Regions from separate parts of the Mus musculus genome. Here all the other regions are linked to region 1. Evidence: chromatin contacts called from public HiChIP or PLAC-seq data. All regions are on one chromosome and are shown on one strand. The core of a region is the stretch at or near the end of the contact, and the rest is flanking DNA. Distances in the headings are between cores, read along the strand shown.

What was found. HiChIP or PLAC-seq counts read pairs in DNA pulled down with a chosen protein or histone mark.
Region 2: a contact with region 1 is called in an H3K27ac HiChIP or PLAC-seq map of microglia, with 3 times the contacts expected there. The contact joins two enhancer-like sites. A contact is called at or near these places in 4 of 484 Hi-C or Micro-C datasets (the CH12 cell line, cardiomyocytes, nephron progenitors and 1 more), 7 of 115 datasets of contacts at active chromatin or transcription factors (the HPC-7 cell line, double positive thymocytes, embryonic fibroblasts and 3 more) and 3 of 9 other capture datasets (adipose tissue, liver and pancreatic islet).
Region 3: a contact with region 1 is called in an H3K4me3 HiChIP or PLAC-seq map of microglia, with 4 times the contacts expected there. The contact joins two enhancer-like sites. A contact is called at or near these places in 5 of 484 Hi-C or Micro-C datasets (MC3T3-E1-derived osteoblasts, bone marrow-derived macrophages, cardiomyocytes and 2 more), 8 of 115 datasets of contacts at active chromatin or transcription factors (the HPC-7 cell line, bone marrow-derived macrophages, double positive thymocytes and 3 more) and 3 of 9 other capture datasets (adipose tissue, liver and pancreatic islet).

What each region holds. Positions count from the first base shown.
Region 1 is chr17:65,721,771-65,726,200 of GRCm38.p6, reverse strand. It overlaps Rab31 (RAB31, member RAS oncogene family), which reads left to right. Exons shown (of 7, transcript NM_133685.2): 2 at 4,114-4,193. Among named protein-coding and RNA genes, the nearest start is that of Rab31, 49 kb to the left of the region's middle. Within about 2 kb of position 1,735, at least 152 of the 459 cell types and tissues checked have an H3K27ac peak or open chromatin away from gene starts, as enhancers often do. A contact at or near this core is called in the CH12 cell line, the HPC-7 cell line, memory CD8 T cells and 1 more, where this site is marked.
Region 2 is chr17:65,824,619-65,829,048 of GRCm38.p6, reverse strand. Ppp4r1 (protein phosphatase 4, regulatory subunit 1) reads right to left here. Exons shown (of 20, transcript NM_001114131.1): 11 at 4,260-4,430. Among named protein-coding and RNA genes, the nearest start is that of Ppp4r1, 43 kb to the right of the region's middle. Within about 2 kb of position 2,573, at least 42 of the 459 cell types and tissues checked have an H3K27ac peak or open chromatin away from gene starts, as enhancers often do. A contact at or near this core is called in the CH12 cell line, the HPC-7 cell line, memory CD8 T cells and 1 more, where this site is marked.
Region 3 is chr17:65,800,456-65,804,885 of GRCm38.p6, reverse strand. Ppp4r1 (protein phosphatase 4, regulatory subunit 1) reads right to left here. Exons shown (of 20, transcript NM_001114131.1): 3 at 1,591-1,675; 4 at 920-1,026. Among named protein-coding and RNA genes, the nearest start is that of Ppp4r1, 19 kb to the right of the region's middle. Within about 2 kb of position 2,380, at least 18 of the 459 cell types and tissues checked have an H3K27ac peak or open chromatin away from gene starts, as enhancers often do. A contact at or near this core is called in microglia, where this site is marked.

The sequences.
Region 1 (4,430 bases), core at 486-2,985:
GACAGGCATCCAGCTACATTTGAGCCAGCTTTGCTACTTTAGCTCGCCAGAAATGCTGTCTTTTTCCTGGGTCATCTGTAGAAAGGCAGAGAGTGGAGTCAATAATTGTAACTTTCACTGGGAAGAGTATTTCAGGGGTTGGCCTTCAGGCAGGGTGGGCTGATTTAGGGGGAATGAGGTAGAGCAGAGGTCCCCCCCTCCCTCAGTGTGTCCTCCCCAGGTGAGAGTAACAGTGGACAGGAAGTAGCATTGTTCATCACTGGTGTGTGGCAGGGGTGGAGACACCACCCTGAGAGCCCAGCCAGAGAGTTCAAGGAAGGCGTCTCAGGCCAGAAGAACTGTGGACATTTCTTTTCTTTTTCTCTTTCTGTTTATTTTTTCTTTTTCTTTTCCTTGTTTCTTTCTTTTTCTTTCTTTCTTTTTTTTCTTTTTTTCTTTTTCTTTCTTTTTTTTTTTTTTTTTTTACTTTTTGTTTGATGGTTTTGTTTCTGTGTCCTCGTTTTGAAGCAGGGTTTCTCATTGTAACAGCCCTGGCTGTCCAGGAATTGCATTGTATACCAAACCTTTGTTGTGCCAGCGAACACAGGAGCCAAGCTGAGGCAACTCACAGCAGGGTCTTTATTCTGTTTGAGCTAGCTCGCCCCCCCACCCCCACCCCAAGGTCACGCAAGACAGTTTTGGTGGTGGGGAAGCCTGAAACGTCTATTAGGGCAAGGCAAGCATCTAATTGGAGAGCTACCGTGGCCTTTAACATAATTGGCTGGTGCTGTGAGTCATATCATAAACTTAACTTGTGGGGTCGGGCATGGTGGCGCATGTCTTTAATCCCAGCACTTGGGAGGCAGAGGCAGGTGAATTTCTGAGTTCAAGGCCAGCCTGGTCTACAGAGTGAGTTCCAGGACAGCCAGGGCTACAGAGAGAAACCTTGTCTCCAAAACACCAAAAAACCAAAACCAAAAAAAAAACCAAACCAAAAAAACCCTTAACTTTTGCTCCCCTCTGCATTGGTGGTCTTTAGGCAAGGTGTGGGCTTGTGACCTGGGGTGCAGGTCTGTTGGGGGAATAACCTGGAGACACTGGTCTTGTTGAGGGTATAGCCTGGAAACGCTGGTTTTGTTGGGGATTAGCCTAGAGACTAGAGCTAGGCTAATTTTTTTGTTGTTGTTGTGGAGTAGCAACTTGTTCAAATTTAGGTCAGGTTCTCTAAATGAAGTCTGAACTTGAGAGATTTGGCATCTCACCTTGAACTCACAGAGATCTGCTTGTATCTGTGCCCCCTGCCCCTTCCCCGTGCCTCCCCTCCCCCGTGCTGGAATTAAAGGCCAGCAAACTACGAGCATTTTCTAATTGGCTCATAGTTTTAGGGTACGGAGTTGGACGAGCCCAGGTGTTACCTAAAAACATGTGAGGGAGGAGGGGAGGAAGGGGAGGAGAAGAGAGGGGAGGAGGAGGGGAGGAGGAGGAGGAGGAGGAGGAGGAGGAGGGGAGGAGGAGGAGGAGGAGGAGGAGGAGGAGAAGAAGGAGAGAAAATTAATTAATTAAAAAAAAATTAAAGACTCCATTCACTGCCACCACTGCCTTTGGCCTGCACTTTTCTGGCCCGGGTCCTCACCACCCCCACCAGTGACAGCTCATTTGTCCCTCCTCAGCTGCTTTAAGCCCTTCCTTCAACCATGCCACCCTCAGGGGAATGGAAACTACACAGCTGCTCTGCCCCGCTCTGCCCTGCTCTGCCCTGCCCAGGAAGGCACCGGAAACGCCCTGTGCTGCAAGGGTTCCTCCAGGAAGCAACTGTGTCCTAGAAGTTGCTGGGCGGGCCGAGTGGCAGCCTCACCCTGGCTGGACCCACGCCCCGTTCTTCTACTTTACATCATGGTCCGTGGTTTAAGAGTCCTTTCTCAGGCATCTTCCATCTGTTTCTTCATTCTTCGCTCGCTCTAGCCATAAGCATCTCCGAAACCCTGCTTTCTCTGTACTGACCGTAGGCTGGACCCCACCGGTATCGGTTATCAGCTACCTCCCTGGTTTGCAAACTCCATTAGAGGGAGGTGGTAGGCTACCTTTCCTGGCCTGCAGGGTTCCCAGACACAGTAGGGAGGGTCTGAACACTCAGAGGTGCCCACCCACGTCCAACCCCAGCACGCAGGGCTCTGAAGCAGATGCTCCACCTGGCTCTCCTCCCTCACATGTTTTTAGGTCACACCCAGGATCATCCCTATTCTTTACCCCAAAAGTGCTGCTTGGAGAGAGCTGCCCTTAGTTCTCTTGGCTGGAGAACTATGTACTTCCTTGTACTTCTTTATTCTTTGGACTCTCTGCCGGGCTCTCAGGGTGTTGTGGTGGCTCCGCCCCTGCCATGCACCAGCCATGACAGATGTTACATCCTCTCAATTGACATGCTCACCTGGGGCGCATGCATGGGGGCGTGGCGGAGAGCTCCACCCTAAGTCCATTCCACAGATCAGCTGAGCAGAGCCGGCCTGAAGGCCAGCCCTTGAAATACCCTTCATGGTGAAAGCGCTAAGCTGTTTTACGATTATTAACTCCAGTCCTTGCCTTCTGCAGATGGCTCAAGTGAAACGCCAGCTTTTTTGGTGAGCTAGAGAAGCAAGATGATCATCTGTCAGAGGGCAACTTGGGGGAGTTCTCTTCTATCAAGAGTGTCCTGGGGATTGAACTCAGTTCATCCATCATTCTTCATGTACCCGTTTTCTAAGCCAGTTTCTCAGCCACTTGATTAGAATCTTTCAAAAAAAAATTGTATGGATATTTTGTCCAAATGTATTTTCCGTGCATCATGTTTACGCAATTGCCTGTAGAGACCAGAAGAGGATATTAAGTCCCAGATGTCCAGTGGAACTGGGATCACAGATGTTTGTGGGCTGTTGCGTTGTGGTGCTTGGAACTGAACCTGGGTCTTCTGCAAGAGCAGCAAGCATTCTTAACTACTGAGCCATCTTGTCAGCCTAAAACTTTGTTTTTGTTTTTTTGTTTTTGTTTTTAATCACACCTTTAGGGGTTGGGAATGTAACTCAGTTGGTAGTAGAGTGGGTGAAGTGCATGAAGCTCTCTCTCTGGGTTTGATCCCTAGTGATATGTAAGCCAGGCTTGGTGGTACATCACTGCAGTCCTGGCACTTGAGATGTGGAGGTATGATCAGTTCGAGATTATCCTAATCCATAGGAAGCTTGAGGCTAGCTTGCGCTAGGGATACTCTCATAATAAATAGATAAATAAATAAAGTCACATAGGAGAACCATACACAACTCTTAAGTATCTGGGTCACTCAGCTTTTTGTTTCTATGGAAACCTCCCTGGGACAAAGCAGGAGTGGTTTATTTTGTCTCATAGTTTCAAAGGGTCAGTCCATCGTTGGCCAAAAGCTCTGGGGTTTTTAGCTTGAGCACACAATGCAATTTAATTGGGTATCTCTGCCTGTGGGTTCCCCACCCACCTGCCCAGAGGGGGCTCCAGCTATTTCTGCCTAGGCTTACATTGTTTCTTTCTTCCTCCGTGTGCCTTATGCTGATTTGTGAGTCTCAGGCATGGATTGACTTGCTGCCGGCTCCGTTTTGGGCCCTTTCTCAGGCACAATTCGTCTCTCCAGACACTGTTGCTATCATCTGTATGTGATTTCTCTCTTTGACCTTGTGGGTTTGTGCCTGCTATTCCCAAAACCACTTTGTAAGGGTTTATAAAGGAAGTAGTAGAGACACGTGTCTGTGTTTGATCTCCACTGTATAAGGGATCCCTCTTTTGACCAGCTGTAAAGAATCGTTTAGCCAAGAAGACTTGAGATGAGATCTTTATAGAATTCAGCGAAACCTGAGGTTAAGATCCAGCTGTTAAATTATAACAGATATTGGGGATGTAGAAATTTAGAGGTCTTGCAGAGTGTTCCCTGAAGGCAGAGGTATATGCACATGAGATATGTTTCCAAACTTGCTTTGACCATATTTATTTTCTTTCTATGAAAGGTGTGCATCATAAAACATTCTAGTAGGGGATAGAAGACTTCCTCTCCTGCAGTTCTATCATCATGGCCTTTTGTTGCATGTTCATAGGAAGTCAGAGGTGGTGGATTTTCATGCTTGTACCTTCATTCTCTTCTAGGACACGGGGGTTGGGAAATCCAGCATTGTGTGTCGTTTTGTCCAGGATCACTTTGACCACAACATCAGCCCCACTATTGGGTAAGTACAGCATTTTTCTTTTTTTGATATCCCTTCTTCTTAAGGCAAAGATGTCCAACCCCACCAATGAGAACTGATCCTAACTCCAGAAATTTAGGGCTACTCTTCTTGTGATTTTCGTTTCTTGCCAACCTTCTCTTGAAGGACAAGACTGTTTCTTGACTATGAAGAGCATGGTTCTGAAAAGCGGGGTTCCTCTGTTTCTAGATGGGAGGGAGATAGTGTGCATTATCAGTT
Region 2 (4,430 bases), core at 1,324-3,823, 100 kb before region 1:
GCGGCTGCAGAGTCTTCTGGGCGGCAACATTTAAGCATCTCTATCGCACCCCAGTTCACTCTCCTTTTTTGATATTGAAATTACTACAGTTTGTTCCAAAACAATTGGGATCCCAATTTTTTTAAACATTTTATTTATTGAATGTCTGAGTGCTCTGCTGGAGGGCGCCAGATCCCCCCTTGTAGATGGCTGTGAGCCACCATGTGGTTGCTAGGAATTGAACTCAGGACCTCTGGAAGAGCAGTCAGTGCTCTTAACCGCTGAGCCATCTCTCTAGCCCAAGTATACACTCTTGCTTGCCCAAAGCCAAAACAACTTACCAAGCACGACCTTCCTTATACAGAAAGTTCAAACTAAGAAAGAGGATTCTCTGCCCCACCAAATAAGTGAGAAATTTAGAGAATATATTTATATTTCGGGGAGGGACCAAAGCTAACATTCCCCTTGCACACATAAAATTCAAATCTACTGCTCAAGACATCCTATGCATATGTGACAGCATCTGTCTAGTTTCCTGCCTTGGACAGTGGAGCTTCTTTCTGCAGAGGTCAGTGCAGCCTCTCAGCCTTACACTGAATCTACGCTAATTCTCCCAGCACCAAAGCAGGCTTGTTAAAAGCAAAGGAGATGGACGGGTCCATGAAACTGCATGGAGAGGACATGGCTGCTGTGATTGTGAACTATCAGCAGGGGCCCTCCAACATCCCATCATACACAGAGGGGTGCTCATGAGGCCACACCTCCCCTGAGCAGCTGTTATTGGTTGCTGAAGGAGGTGGGGTATCATCTTTATAGTATGGCCACTGGGAGATGAGGTGGCAAGACAGGGTACAGAGGGAGATTAAAGGGGTAGTAGACAGTAGTGTGTGTGCGTGTGTGTGTGTGTGTGTGTGTGTATGAAACTATCAAAAGCAGGTGCTATGCAAATGACTTAGAAAGGGTGGTGAGTCTGAGACAGTGGAGTGCCCCTGAGTACAGCTGTTCCCAGTTCACTAGCCCACTCTCATTCCTGGGACTGTTCTCTTTTTGAGGCGGCTGTGGCGGAGGGTAGGGGCGGGCTTCTCTAAATGCATTAAGTATCTGACCATGCGCATTCAAGACTTGTGCTCAAGGAACTTCTACTTCAGTGGGTCATCATTACCTAAATAAAGCAAACAGTAGTGTTTACTCGTGGGACATTCTGGTGATTTGCATTGTTCTCAGAATTTCAGCTATAATTTGTAGTTACCATGACAATCATTTTAACTCTCTTTGGGGTCTTTCAAGTTTCTAAAGCAAAAGCAGAAGTGTGCTCCAAGCTGACTGTACAAACTGTCCCAGAGTGCACGCGTGTCTGACAGGCAGGTCCCCTGTCTCCCATGGACTTGCTTTCCATCCATGCATGTCCAGCCTGTCATGTGTCATGTGTCGTGAGCCGCTGGCCATGTGCTGCAGGCCGGCTGTGACTGCAGCTCTGCAGATCCACCACATCACTCTTACAAAGGGGATCTCTCCCATCTCTGTGTCTCACTGTGTAGGATCTTCTGCTGAACTTGTCCTGAGAGCCTACTGTGCTCACAGCTAGCAAAAGGATTCCCCTTCCTTCCCTATTGTAGTCTAGTGAAAGCAGTTAATTCACTATTAAAAATCACAGGAGAAAAAAAGACCGTCGTCAATGATCACAGGCGGTCTGAAACTAAGTCCGCGGTACTGCCTTACAGACAATCGGCTGTGACCTGGTCTGTGTAGAGCTGCTCCCTTAGGGCTGTCGCCACGTTCCCTCTCCTCCCAGGCTTACTGTCAAGACACCATGTTTACAGGACAGCACAGCACTGGTCTCCTGGGTCGGACCTTTGCTTTTAGCCCTGGATCAAGAGTGCACCTTTTAAAACAGTCCAATGCTTTCTGGAGAACTAAAGGCAAGTCCTGCTCTATAACGCACCGCTAGAAAAGAAAAAAGAGCCCCATTGAGCCCTTCTAAAAGTTCAACTCATTTTGTAACACAATGGAGACTAGTTACTTAGCAGAGATTAAACAAAAATGTCCTCAGATTTTAATAAAATCTAAAAGCACTACATGACAAATTTAAATTGTTCTAGGTGTCATAACTGAATTATAAGCATAATTCATATGTAAGCATGTAAATAGTTAAGTTACCATGTAATATTAATAATGAAATTTAACTACAGTATAATTTTAAGTCAAATATACTAGCCATCTCCAAAAACACACATTATGAAACTTAAAAAGTTTATCATTTTACTTATTGAAAAAATGTGCATTCAATATTTCTATTAATATTCACTGAGTGCCCACAATGTGTTAGAGAACTAACAGGTACAAGAGTCCTGGAATAGATCTAAAGACTGGCTGGCCTTTTGCATATAAATTAAGTTTAAGGAAAATAAAATGAGAGTCACTAAAGCTAGATGAAGTTACTAAAACTGAGGTTGATTATTGAGATTGAAACAAGAAGCTAAAGGAAATAACACATCAAACACTTGACGGTAGCTGCTGTGGGCATGGCTCGCTTCCTCTCATCGGGGGCTGAGGATGGGCGAGAAGAAGGGAGAAGGCAGTGCAGGGCTCTGCTGAGGAGCTGCGCCATCGACTCAGAGCTGCTGTGTCACTGAGCTGTCTGTCCTAAGATTCAGAGAGGGTGGGGCCATGCTCGGGCTAGGAAACTGTTCTCCACCTCCGCTGTGTCACTAGCCACTGGGTTACTTCTCACATCTCACAAACTTCATTCAGAAGGGCAGTGGCTTCCACTCGTAGGAACTATACCCCAGTGAATCTTCAAAATTAAGGTCACAACTAGAAAGCATGCTGTGCAGAATAAGCCAGACTCAGAGAGACAATACAATACAGCACGTTCTCTGTCCCCTGTGGATTCAAGATTATACCCATCTGTGCAGAGAGATAGTTTAAATCAAATTCAGTTAAATTAAAATAATATTAGGGACCAAGGATGTAATAAAATTTAATGCTTTTCAGGTATAAAATTACAACAGGAAATCTTAAAAGTCATAGTAAATGAAAACAAGTGCAGAAGGCAGCTAACTGAACACACAGACCACAGTTTTCAAAGTTTAAACAAGGTTTTAGCTGGTTTTATGTCGTGTCACACTGTAATAATCCTAGCTCTCAGGACAATGGGGCAGGAAGACCTGGGGCCAGCCTGGGCTACAGAATGAGATCTTATCTTCCCCACAAACAAAGAAACCAAAAGAAAGGTTTCTGTTGTAAAAGAATTACTTAAGATTTTACTTTATTTTTGCTTAAAAATGGGTATTTCTCAAAATTGAGCAAACTGATAGTTTAGAAATTTTAGTTTTGGGAACAAAAAGGGTAAAAACCATCCAGAATGTGGTATTACATCTGAAGATTTGCAAAAGTTTGCAGCTATAGGATTTAAAAGTTTTTTGTTTTGTTTTTTTCTTAGAGACAAATTCTCATGTAGACCTGTCTGGCCTGGAACTTTCTATATAGGCTAGGCTGGCCTAGAATTCCCAGAGGTCGGTCTGAGTGCTGGGATTAGAGGTGTGCATCATCATGCCTAGTCCTAAGAACATTGAGCACCATCTGACTGCGTCTGCTCCTAACCCTGTTCCTAAGCTCCGCAGGCAGAATAAGGAGAGCCTCGCAACACCCCACTTCCCACTAAGGACTTAATGCATCGTCCACTTGGTAAGAAGACTGCTTTCTTTAGGACTCAACAACCAGTTCAGTTGCCCACAGTGGAGGACATGGGCCATGTATGTGATGTCCCCCACCTCTAAAATACAAATTTGAAAAAGAAATTATTCTTGTAAAAGTCTAAAGCTCACTCTTTAGCCCTCACCTTTCTTACTCTCTTTCTCTCTCTTTCCCTTCCCCCCTCTCTCACGTGACCACGTCCGGTTTCTCTCTCTTTCTACCTTCTCTCTTTCCCCCTGCCTTTCTACAATAAAGCTCTTAAACCATAAACAAACAAAAAACTCTAAAGCTCTTAAAACACCCTACATGTGAAAACCCAGAAATCTATGTCCACCATATAGACTACAGCACTTCTTTAAAAATAAGACCCAGAGCAAAGTGAATATAGCAGAACTCAGAACTTAAAAATTACAAATGTTAAACACTGAATAACTGCAAAAGGTGATTTCTGAGTGAACACATCTATTCAACAACAAACAGCAGAGAGGAGCCATCTTAGACACACAAATCAGACCAGCAATGTTGTCTTAAAGGGCATGTTTAAAATCACCTTTAAATAAATAGTACAATGGACTCTTCCATACCTTTCACATCCGGGTCATCCATGTGTGGCTCAAGGTTTTCTATCATTTCTTCTAGTTCCTTCCGGGTAGCCATGGTGATATTGGGAGGGCCTGGTAGAGGGGCTGCAGGTACATCTCCTGTTCTCTCTGGGCTGAGTCTCTCCTCGGGGTCCTGCTGGAGCTCTTTATCAA
Region 3 (4,430 bases), core at 1,131-3,630, 78 kb before region 1:
TCTTCTGGAGTGTCTGGAGACAGCTACAGTGTACTTACATATAATAAATAAATAAATCTTTAAAAAAAAAAAAAAAAAACATTATCACATTATTATTGTCTAATTTTCAAATTAAGTTCACTCCCTACCTCTTGATAGACTAGCAGGAATTTACTATGCTAAAAACCAAACTGGTTTCAAACTAAAGTAATCCTCTCACTTTGGTCTTTTAAGAGTTAATACTGCCAACATGAGCCACCACACCAGGCTTAAATTTACCTCTTTCTTTAAAAAAAAACGCTCCTGTCTTTGAACAATAAACTAATTTTTATTTTACAGGCATACCAGCATGCCGCTTTAATCCCAGTACTCAGGAAGTAGAGGCAGGAGGATCTTTGTGAGTTCAAGGCCAACTTGGTCTATACAGAGAGTTCCAGAACAGCTAGGGCTACACAGAGAGACCAAAGCAAAACCAAGAGCGATCAATCCATGTTTTTCATGTAAATCAGACAGGAAGTATTATTTTCCCACAAACATTTAAAGCCCTTTCCACTTCTTCCAATTTACTCTAAATAATTTAAAAATGGTTATGTTAACATAAATCACAGAAGTAACCTAATTTCTTACATTTATACTGATGAGAAATTTCCAAAATTAAGTAAATGGACATATGTAAACTGGATTTTTTTTTCACATAGAACTAGTAAGTTAATAATTTCCTTTCAAAAAAGAATTTGGGGGGGGGGGGAGAAAGGATCTCTCTGTGTAGTACGGAATAGCTTTGGAACACAAGCTCTTCCAGAGTGTTGGGGTTAGAGGTGGGGTCACTTGCCAAGGTCTTGGGAAATCTTCTATCTCGTCTCTCCAGTAGCTTAGAAAGACAGGTTCAGTGGCAAAAGCCTTTCTAGAAACAATGTGCTGTCTCTCTGTAGACACATACCGGAGTCATCAGCTAATCGGCTAATTCTTTCCAAGACAGCAATGCAGTCTCTCTCATCATCGCAGACTTCCCTCAGAGTATCCAGCAAACTCCGGGCCACCATTTGTCTACAGGAGAAAGTCAGATAGTGTTCAGTGCCACTAGTACCTGTTATTTAGAATTCAAAATACAGAATCCTTATGTCTCATAAAGACAGTTTTTCTTACTGCAAGTCACATACTAAATCTGTAATTTCTAAAAAGCAAAATTTGGTAATGATTTTACTGATAAGGTTATTACCAATTTTTTTTAAGCTTTATCCAAATAATTAGGAAATTTTAGTGACTCAATTTTCACTTCAATTATCGTCTCATCACAGGAGTGGTAAAGCACATTCGTTACGTTAAAAGTCGTATCTCCTATGATGAGCTCTGTTATCTACAGTCAAAGAAATTCAACAGAGACTTGAGATTCCAGAGGAATGACTGGCAGGAAGCGCATCACACCAGCTGGCAGAAGAATGATACAGTCCCCAATAACCCACGGGATAGTAATCAATTAACCCAGCAACCCACCAGGGTCGTGGAGGACAAATGCAATACAGATCAATCAGGCTGAAGCTGGGGCCTGACTGCACCTGCCACCTCCTCTGGGGTGGGCGACTGTGCCCCTACTGAGGAGGACCCACGTACCTGTTAAATACGTTCTCACTTGCAGCATACTTGTCCAGCCTCCCCAAGGGTGTCAACATTTCATCTTGTGAGACGAAGTCCAGGGCTGAAGGTATAATAATCACATCAGACTCTGAGCTGTAGTCATCCACATCAACTAGCAGAGACATCAGAAATATCCTTATAGTGCGCTGAAACTCCAAGGGCCCTGCCTGCCGAAGCAGTGCCTGCTTCTACAGCAGTACAAATACCATAAAATCACCCCAGCACCACCTCAGGGACAGGCCTCCTTTCTCCACCCAGTCTTACTGGCCTCTAGGAGCACACAGTCAGTGGCTCCAGAGACTAGCGCAAAGGCATTCAGTGACTAGACTTCAGCCCTGCTGCAGTGGCACACAGCTTGCAGGGGGCAGAGGCAGGTGGATCTCTGCATCTCTATGAATTTGAAACCAACCAGGTCTACAGATTAAGTGTGGGACAGCCAGGGCTACACAGAGAAACCCTACTGTCTCAAAAACAAACAAACAAACAAACAAACAACAAAACAAAACCCAAAACAAAAACATCAAAACTTTTTTAAATATTTAGCTCACATAATGGCTCCAGCACTTGGGAGGCAGAGGCAGGCAGAACTCTGAGTTTGAGACCAGCCTGATCTGATCTACATAATGAGTTCTAAGACAGACTGGGCTTACATGGCGAGATCCTGTCTCAAAACAAAACAAAACCAACCAACCAACAAAGAACCTCAAATTTCCATGCTCACAGAGAACACTAACAGCTGGTGAAGAAAACACAGGAAGGGGAACACTGAGTTAGTCAATTCTATAATAAAGACACCAAAGCGGAAGTGTTTGGCTTTATTTACTAGAGAAGAACTACAAACTATAATTAGTATTTATATTCACTAGACAAATATTAAATACTCCTATGTCAACTACTAGGCTTATGTTAAGAAAACAAACCATGAAAAATACTTATGTGAAGAGTTAAGGCTGAGACAAGTCTGTGTTAAAACACTCACTACAGCCGCACATCTGTCCACACTCCAGGCAGATCTGCAGCAGCTGTGGGAGGGGACCGACTACACCATGCTGAGAGCTGAAGGGTAGAGGGAAACTAAACAGTCTGATCAAGAGAGGACTCCTACTAAGTCTCTGTCACACTGGATATTGCAAGTCTACTACTCAGGCCACCTAACGAGAGAATTCTCCAGGGCTTCCCAGGTAAGCACACAGGGTCAGACTATTCAGGTAACTACTTAGACTCTAAAGCAAGATTCCCGTAGTACTGATTACAGACTCACAACAAAGACAGAATCAGTAGACAGGGACACAGAAACGATCCAAGTGTGCCGCATGTGTGAAGTGCAGCTTGGGCTGGACATGCAATACACACCTAAGCACAGCAGTGCACACCTACAGGCACAACACTTGGGTAGGGGACAGGGAGGAAAGGAATATAAATATTCAAAAATCCCTGACTTTCAGGTGAAGGGAAAAAAACAACGAGAAGAAAACCACACTAGGTCAGATCAATGAAATACAAAAGAAATTAATGGGGATCTTCAAAAAATAGCATTAAAAATGAAACAAAAAATAAACATAGCAGACTAGAGTATCATTCAACCAAAGGAAAATGTCAGACATTTTTTTTTTTAGATTTACTTGTTTATTTATTAATTTATATGAGTACACTGTAACTGTCTTCAGACAGACCAGAACTGGGTCCCATTACGGATGGTTGTGAGCCACCATGTTGTTGCTGGGAATTGAACTCAGGACTTCTAGAAGAGCAGTCCGTGCTCTTAACTGCTGAGCCATCTCTCCAGCCCCAGACATTCTAATATAAACATGTGTGATATCTCCAAAGGAAAAAGGGGGAATATAAGAATATTTGAACAGGGCTGGAGAGATGACAGCTCAGTGGTTAAGAGTTCAGGCTGCTCTTCCAGAGGTCCTGAGTTCAATTCCCAGCAACCATATGGTGGCTCACAACCATCTGTAATAGGCAGCGACATTGTACTCATATACATAAAAATAATCAGATCTTTAAAAAAAATTATATTTGAATATATAGTAAACCCTAGAAAAATCCAAATTTAATGAAAACTACTAATCCATAGGCTCAATGAATCCCATTAGCAAAAACCATAAAGAAAATATACTTATCTAAAATATAATGGGACAGCTTACAATAGTCAGAGTCTTTTAGACTAGAGAGGACTCATTTTACATAAAAACAGAATAAGAAGACAGGAAAGCAACAACCTTAAAATCCTGACAAAGATGGAGGTGGAGGGCTAAAAAACACGGCCCCATGTTTGAGAGCCCTCGCTGCTCTCCCAAAGCACTCAGGTCAACAACTAACTGCAGGTACAGAGAATCTGACACCCTCTCTAGTCTGCCAACACTGCATGCATGTGGTACACATACATACACGCACACTACACACTCATACACATAACTCTATTTTTAAAGAGAAAGAAAAGATCAACTCAACAGCCAGAAACCTGTCAACTAAGGTTTTCTCAAGCATGCAAATACTGATGGCAGCGTGCACACATTTCGTAGGAGACGTAATAAAAGGATGGGATCTTCGTGGAGGAACAAAGCTATCGGGAACTGGATAAGTAGACAAAGGTATTAGGTCTGAAATGCGAAGCAAAAATGTGTGGGGTGAAACCAGTAGTGCATACAGTGGGTACACAGACACACCTAACACATGGCACTCCCAGACAACACAGCACAAAGTACACACATCCACCTAACACACCAAGACAGCAACACAGGTACACTGCTGCATGAGACACACTAGTGAGGCCAGGGTCCCAGCCAGAATTAAAACACCAATGTATAAAC